2 separate regions of the Zea mays genome follow, and region 1 is linked to region 2. The links are chromatin contacts, called in public Hi-C maps. All regions are on one chromosome and are shown on one strand. The core of a region is the stretch at or near the end of the contact, and the rest is flanking DNA. Distances in the headings are between cores, read along the strand shown.

Region 1 (4,465 bases), core at 1,845-4,344, 270 kb after region 2:
GGTCTCACCAGCTTGTGCCCATCCATATTATGTGTTCTTGAGGAACCTTGGATGTGGTGCTGTATAGCTTGGGAGCTGTTGTTGTGAAGTTCTACATGTGATCCGTAATCATGTTAACTTAGTCCATGATGCTATTGTTATCATTTATTTACAGGGAGATGGGTGCTAGTTAGTATTGTGGACATGTTTTCTATTCATCAGTATTGAATAGTTGAGGTACCCAATTTTCCAATATTATTATGTTGCAGAGATAAGTTATCCTTGACAAAAATATATACGCTTCTCGAATTCTAATTCTCCATTCCTTGTAACAAGAGCTGATTGAGTATTTAGGGACATGGAATCACCCTGAACAGGCAAGGCTTATGCCATGCAGGCAGCTGAAGCTGATTATATACAAAAAAAAAAGGAAGGGTGGGGCAAAACAAGGTGGGTTTGGAAAAGAAAAGAAAAAAAAGATGTGATCTACGGATGGTTCATGGTGCAACCGCAGCCCTTGCATATGCAAGCGGTAACGACAGCAGCTTCTTGGCCTTGCCGACGTACGCACGCTTGGTGAAGTTGTTGTAGTCGTTTGCCTCAATGGCATCAAGGATCTGCCTGTACAGCCACAGAGACGCGAGCACCTGAAACCAAGGAATTGTCCAAACAAAGGGTACGTAAGCAATTCGGAACCTGTAATAAAATTTATTAAATTGCGTGTAGGCACAAAAACAAGAGGAGAAAAGTTGTATTTTGTAGCTAGGCTCTCACATACCGGCCATCTGCTAGCAGAGTCGAGATGGGTGACGCCCTTCTCCGCCTCATCAAAGAAGAGCCTGGCACGCTGGATCTGGCCCTTCATGAACCTCCTCCACTTGCCGGTCACTTTCCCTCTGAATATGTCCTCTTCCGTGAGACCTGCCTGCGCAAGCTCGTCCAACGGAAGGTATATTCTCCCCCTCCTCGCACTGAAATTCCGTCCGCGACAGCAAACAAAACTACATCACAGTCAAGAAACGGGCCGGGGAGGGAAAAGAAAAAAAAAATACTGAACAGCGACAGGCTTGCATTACATGTTCCTTGCTGACAGACAGTAGAATACAGTACACGCATACTACTAGCGCTTTTAAATACTAATAATCTCTGGACTTGATTGTATCGCGCAAGTGCTGGATATAAAACTTTAATGGGCGCCGTATCAAACAGATGTGGGCGTATCGATCAGATGATGTAAAAATAGAATTATATATATGCTTAGTTAGCTGTGAATAAAGCCAGCACTTACTCTTCGCCCACGTCTCTGAGAATATTCGTCAGCTGGTTAGCGATGCCGAGAGCCAGAGCAGCATTGTACACGCTCTCGGTCGAGGCCTTGGAGTCGGGAGCGATGCCCATGACAGGCACCGTCATGAGGCCGACGGTGCCGGCGACGTAGTAGCAGTAGAGGTAGAGCTCGTCGAAGGTCATGTACCTCGACTTCCACAGGTCCAGCCTCATTCCTTGGACCATGTCTTTGAACGGCTGGGGAAAAAAAGGGAGAGAAAACGTTGTTAGCAGATGCAGATCTCCAGACGTCTTTGTGGCCGGTGATTTCCAGACGTCTTGTGGTAAATTTGTTCCTGCTGCTGGATGGATGGATAGATGGATGGACGGACGGACGGGTTTACCTGGATATCGACGGGGAACTTGGACACAGTGTCCGAGAGCGCGGCGTCGTACATGTCGTACGGGCGGCCCTCAAAGAGATCCTCCAGCCGCTTCTCCCAGCGGTCGAGAGCGGTCGGCGTGATGTAGGACGCGTTGGGACCGTCCACTAGCTCGTCAGTTCTTCTGCACCACACTGCGCGCAAGGGAAAGAGAACGTATGTTGCTTCAGAATCAACACGAGCTAGGGATGGGGCAAGTAAACAGCGCAGGGTTTATATGGATCGAGATCATACCGTAGATCGCCCAGACGGCTTTGCGCCGCTCAGGAGTCATGAGCTGCGTGCCTGAAACGTAAAACATGAGCCGGGATGAGGTACGTACGTGATATCGTCTCAGAAAGGAGAAAGAGATGCCGATGACAAGATATCAGTGTTATCAATCATGAATCTGCTGCCTGCTGGCTGCTGCTACCCGCAGGCGCCCATATGGTCAAAGACAATAAAAAAAAAACATTCAGTTATAAAGGTCAGAGAGATCTAGAGCGCGCGCTTAAAAGAAGCAGGAAAACAAAATTGATTATTTGTCCAGCCATAACCTGATAACCTTATTCAAGAAACCTATCAGTTGCCAGTAGAAGAGGCAGACAGCCGTTAATAAGATTGATTATTTGTCCCCTTGGGACATTAGGAGATATGATGGCACCCAGCGCCCACGTGCAATATATATCCTCTCGTTACCTACCGAGGTCGTCGCGATCTTGCGTATCGGCTGTAGACATGTGCAGTTGTCGATAGTCGAGAGAGAACCTGATCTTGTGTATCATGTGGGTTGCAGCACCACCGATGGCACACACTCTCTTTAAAACTAGGCCAAAATCGCAGCAGCTCGCTAGGTATAGAATGGCTCCACTTGTCTTCCATCTGGTCTGTTAATTAAATTCCACTGCTATTGTTCTAGTAGGCCCTAGCACTATACTCCTATGCAATATTGAATTGTTGGTAGCAGCACTAGCACTGATCCTGAAGATGGCATAGGCAGTGGCACTGGCACTGGCACTCACCGAGGTAAAAGGTCTTGGCGTACTCGGCGCAGACCTCGCCGCAGCGGTCGTAGGCGTCGCCGAGGAGGCCCCAGCCGAGGACCCTCTCCTCCTCCTCTTCCTCCGCCCACCTCGGCTGCCGCGTCCGGCGCCTCTGTGGCGTCGCGGCCTCCACGAGTGCCGCCTGCCGCAGCACCACCTCGTACACGGCCTCCTCCGAAGCCGTCCTCACCGCCACCGCAGGCGCGGCGGCGGCGAGGCTGGCGCGCGGCGGGGAGGCGCCGCTCCGTCTCGCGGGGAGCGCGGGCGGCGTCTGGAGGGCGCGGCGCGGGCGGCAGTGGGAGTGGGACGGCGACAGGTGGTGGAACTTGCCGCCGCTGCAGGCGGGGTGTTGCGCGGCCCACACCGCGGACGAGCCCGCAGCCATTCCGGCGTGCGGTCGGGGCGGGGGACGGGGACGAGGGGTCGCGTGCGGCGGCGGTGCCGGTGGGCGCTGGGAGTGGGAGAGACTGGGGCGGACCGGCGGAGGTGTTGGGAGATGGGATGGGTTTGTGGGTGTCGTCGAGGAGGGGACGGGAGGCCTCGGGGAGTCGGGGGTGCTGGTGCTACGCTCTGCTCTGGTTTAAATGGGTGGCTGGGGAGTGGGCGCCTCTGTGCCGTTTGGGCCGTTGATTTGAGGGAAGTGCACGTGGGCCCATCACCACCCTTTCAATGTGTGTCTGTCAGACGTGGCACTACGTTACTGTAAAGTCCACGCGGTCTTTTGTTTCACAAGTGGCGGCTGTGGTGGCTCGCTCTCGTGTCTCTTCGTTCAGCCACTGCTACGAAAAGGGTAAAAAGAAAAAGAGAGATGGGCACACGTGGCACGCTGACGTCCATGCATGGGTGGACGATGGGTTTGAGCTGCCTGCTACAAAATGCTGTGGTGCCTCTTCTTGTTGCTGCTGCTGCTGCTGCAGTTGTTGATGTTTTATTACTGGTGTATGTACATCCTCGTTTAATTTGTCTTCTGAAATGGCGTGCGGCCGGCGGCGCCAGCAGTTAAAATTTAGCTTTAGCTACAATGCTAGTACATGATGTAGTGTCCGCCCCGGTAAAAGCTAAATACACCACACTGCTCACGTACGTAGTCTGTCATTTCCAGGAATAACTCGCGCGCTAGCTGTGTTGTGCTAGCTGTGAATAATGACGGAATGTGAGGCTAAATTAATGGTTTGTTAGCTAGCTAGAGTGACATGACTGATGTATGGCCAGACCTCAGCATTGGAGAACTAGTCAGTAAGTACTAAGTAGTGCGGACGTGCTTATATCACATCTCTGATTACTTGCCACTTGCTCCGATCCATTCCGGCCGGATGCTCGCATCGCATGGATGAGGCCAAAAGGAACGCGAGACGGGATCGACCGGACAGAGGCTTTGGGATCGTACGGACGGTGGTCTCGAGGATCTAATAATCGCCATGGCCCGCCACATTCACGTCAGCGATGAGGAGGAAGCCTCGACTGGATCGTCATCGTACATAGATGCCGACTCTGATTCTGCCAGATCAAGCCCTCAGCTAGCCTCCAAAGCCGCGAGTGCCTCCTTGTCATGAGAAGCGAGTGCGTGCCTGATCGACTTGTACTTATTATCTTATTAGGTTTATTAGATCTGTGATATTGTAAATCTATCTCTATCTACTCCTTGTCATCACCATTTAAAAAAAAAACTTAGAAATCAAACCCGCAGTACGTACACCGGTACCCCGCCATTGTAACTATTAGACGACGTTTTTATCACTGTAACTGAACATGATC
Region 2 (3,880 bases), core at 1,030-3,529:
CACGCCGAACCGAACCAAGCACTCCAACAATCATAAAAAACGATGAAGCCGCAGCCAAAACTGGAGTGGTAGTACTCCTACTGTGGTTGGTTCTATTTCTGTCCTGGAGATGGAGATTCCTTACCCTTGAAGCAACGGGAACAAAAGAAGCAAGAGAGCCTGATGCGTTTCTGCACCGCAAAAGATGATGCAACCCCTGCTGCCTCCAACTTCCTAGTCAAACAACTATGCACACTCTCGCTCTAACCCACGCGAGCAAACGCTACCCCTTCCTACCTATCCCTAGCATTAGCGACAGTAATTTTTGTCTCAAATATGACCCGTCAACCTAGGGGAGATCGTCAGCGGTGCCGATTCGGCGCTTTCAATACGTCCATTCCTGGGGGAGATTCACCTCGCGAGAGGAGGCGCCATGGTGGAGCTGGGACGGACGGCTCGCCAGCAGGGCGTTGCTCCGACTCACCAGCGCATCTGACGAAGCAAGATCACGACAGGAGCATGCGACTGTAGACTGTTAGTGGTGCCATTCATTTATCAGTCCAGCCATGCCACACAGCCACAGTGACGAGAGAGTAATTACCGTGATCGAGAACGAAACCGCCAGGGTAGATGGGACGGGCTCCGAGGTCCACGACGTTCAGGTTGAGTGCCTGCACGACGCGCACCGGGAGAAGAACAGGCGAGCACGCTGTTCACAAGCGCCATCACAACACATCGGTTACGATCCTTGAAAAGAATCCAAGCAGACCGGAAAACCCGAAAAAGGCACTTGTGAGCGCCGCGCAGGTGCGCTTACCTGGCCTTTTCTTGGGCTCAGCGGGGGCGCCGGCCTGGCGAGGGATGAACACGCCGGTGCCGGCGCACTCGCGCGTGGCGCCAGGAGGAGGGGCGAGGAAGAGGGCGCGCACGCCCTCCGGGGACGCCGGCGCCTGCCGCTGCTTCTGTAGCGGGGGCCACGCGTACGAGCTCAGGACACGTGGCGCCGGCGCCGGCGCCGGCGCACCGTACCCGCCGGCGGCGGCGGCAGCGGCACGATGAGACCCAGCAACACTGGTGCCCCACGCCGCCGCCGTGGCGACGGCGAGCTCCCGATCCCGCCGGTGCTTGAGGAGCTGCCGCTGCTTCAGGGCATTAAACTGCAAGAACAAACCACGCCACGCCGAGGAAAAACGCCCATCAGATTCAGAGACCAAACAAACCAGTGGCCGAGCCTGCGCGCTGGTGCAACCTACGGCGCAGCGTAAGGACATGGGACTCACACGAGCAATCTGAATCCGTCGCTCTTCCACCGAGTTATTCGGCGGCTGGGAGTGGTTGGCCTTCGCAGTCTCCGCCGGCGCGGAGAGCTTCTTCGCCGGCGGCGTGACGGGGAGTCCTTGGTTGGCGGCAGCGTCGTTCGTTGGCACGGGGGTGCTGTTTGTGCGCAGGCGAGCCACCTGGCCAGCCGCCTCTTTAAGAACGTCCCAGGGATCCGCCGGCGGGCGCTCCAGCGGCGACGACGGCGGCGAGCAAACCTTCGACGCCGCGCCGTTGGGGCTGTCCTCCCCATAGTCCTGCAGGCCGCACAGAATCGACTGCGGCGAGCCGGCCAACACCTCCGCCTGTCACACGACGCGACGAGGGGGGTGACGACCAGAGCTCAGCGAAATTCGAAAACGGAAACCTGCAAACACGGCACCACAGCAGAAAAGGTGACCCACATTTGCAGGGGAACCGTCCCCCTGGCCCTTCGCGTTGCCGACGACGAGCCCAGCCCTGCGGCGCGGGAGGCCGTCAGCCCCTTCCTCCTCGTCGTCGTTCTCGCTCCTGGCGGCGACCGCCGCCTTCTCCTCCTCGGAGAAAAAATCGTCGTCCAGGAACTCGTCCGGAAGCCAGAGCTCCACGCCGCCGCCAGTGGGCGGGCACTCCTCCGCCATGAACGACACGCCGCTCTGCTTGCTCGGACGGACCGGGACCGGCCACGAACCTGTGAGTAATATAGCGCCCGCCACTGTGGCCAGAAATTGCCGCTGGAAGAAGAAACAATAATGGGCAGCACGGACGGACACGATGATGGCTCCTCTTGCCACCTCCTAAAACTCCTCCCCCTTCTGCTTTGCGTGAGGTGAGAAGGTAGGGGACCCGGCGCAGCGAAGCCCCAGGGATATCAGATTTTGTTATCTGCCCCGGCCAAAGCTTACGGACGGAGAGGGGGGGGCAGGCGGCCAGCGCAGCGAGAATGTCGAAGGAGAAGGACGGCGAGAGGCCTTGCGGAGTGGAGGGAGGTGAGGTGGTCAAACTACTTGCTTCTACCGGCTCTAGACATACTATGCGGGTGGCTTATAAAGCGCGGCGAGCGGAGAGAAACGCGAGATTGGATTAGCGGCGGGGCGTGTTTTCGTGCTCCTCGCGGCGTTTGAACTCGTGTGGTTAACTAAACCGGGTACGTCAGGCTTCCATTTGCACGGTTGTTATTCCTATTTGGCTATTTGAGGGTTTGGCATCGTTTTCACATTTGAGGATTGCTCTTTTCATATTGGCTGACACCCACCAACAGCTCCCACCGCTCGAGTCCTCGACATTAAAATGGTACTTCAACGAATGTTGACAACACAACACCATTGGTTAATAATGGAAAGTTCGACACCCAATCATAGCCTAATCAATTGCTCCTTCCATGTCTATGTTATAAGAGCAACGGTAAACTAACCCTAAAACAGATATTAGTCCGGAATAGTGGTTTTTCTTACTCCAACAGCTCATTCATTCTTCCCCAAAAAATTAGCGTCCCGCATCCACAGTCTCTTCTCGCTTTGGTGTGTTTCATCCCTCCACAATCCACTCCTCAACGTATCAGATCATTCACTGTCTCCCGACGACTGTACAAATTGCGTCACATGTCACATTTAAATAAACTGTTGGAGTATTCATCATAATTCACTCTTAAAAACTTTTAGCCTGCTCTTAATAATTAATTTTTGGGGTAAAATTTTTAACATCCTTTTAGAGTTGCTCTAAGTGGTTTAGAACAACGACATGATATTCAAAATACAAATTTCACACTTTTAATCATTTTTTGTTCAAATATACTTTTGTAAAAGTATTTGTAAGACAAATTGGTGCAAATGAGTACTTAGAGTTCAAAACTAAATAACAAAATGGTTAATTGTATTCAAAGTTTTATAAATTTGACTTAAATATTGTCCAAAACGATGGGATGGACTTAACGTGGGAAAACAATTTGCCAACTCAATGAAGGTCCATGCCCATGCGAAAATAAGTATATGGACGTAGTGTGGACATATATATTTCTTTTTATTATTATTACTTTTTATGACGTGAGCCGCTACAACTTAAAAGATATAGAGGCATAGAGCGAAGTCTTTATAGATGTTACCAAAACGTAACATATACATCGACATATTGTCTAATGCCTAAGATATAAAGAGAGGTTTTATAGATATTGTCTAAATATAACGACACATTGTCTAATGTCGGACTGGAGATGATCGGATAAGCTTAGAAGTAAGATTATATACCACTATGATAAAATGTGGCTAGTGCAAAAGATGGATAAATATAAAATATTACTACAAAGTGCATCTTTGTGTTTTCTTGTACTTATTAATTTCCATGGTATGATACACTTCAACACAAAAAACACGACAACAGAAAGTACATATGTAAAAGCAAGGTTTTATATAAATTGTCAAAGCATAGTGTCGGGGAATGAACCCCGAACCTGGGACCCGCCGGTCAGTGAGCGTACTAAGGGAAAGAGTCCCTGATCGCTGGGGCTCATTATTCAATCGGAAGAATGTGTAGAACCATAAAATATTATTAAAAAGGCCTCCTTTTGTTTTCTTTTATGTATCTAGTTTTCTGTTGTGTGGACTGCTTT

The links. A called contact is a pair of places that touch in the nucleus more often than the background predicts.
Region 1: a contact with region 2 is called in a Hi-C map of ear, with 2.5 times the contacts expected there. The contact joins the promoter of LOC542686 here to the promoter of LOC100191633 in region 2. A contact is called at or near these places in 2 of 25 Hi-C or Micro-C datasets (ear and tassel).

What each region holds. Positions count from the first base shown.
Region 1 is chr8:174,806,065-174,810,529 of Zm-B73-REFERENCE-NAM-5.0, forward strand. LOC542686 (phytoene synthase 2) reads right to left here and starts at 3,095. Exons shown (of 6, transcript NM_001114645.1): 1 at 2,690-3,095; 2 at 1,923-1,973; 3 at 1,650-1,822; 4 at 1,268-1,503; 5 at 758-950; 6 at 458-626. The coding sequence starts at 3,095. The coding sequence ends at 477. LOC100272628 reads left to right here. Exons shown (of 5, transcript NM_001147091.1): 5 at 1-233.
Region 2 is chr8:174,541,819-174,545,698 of Zm-B73-REFERENCE-NAM-5.0, forward strand. It overlaps LOC100191633, which reads right to left and starts at 2,280. Exons shown (of 5, transcript NM_001137062.1): 1 at 1,701-2,280; 2 at 1,260-1,601; 3 at 797-1,136; 4 at 581-688; 5 at 1-511. The coding sequence starts at 1,916. The coding sequence ends at 486.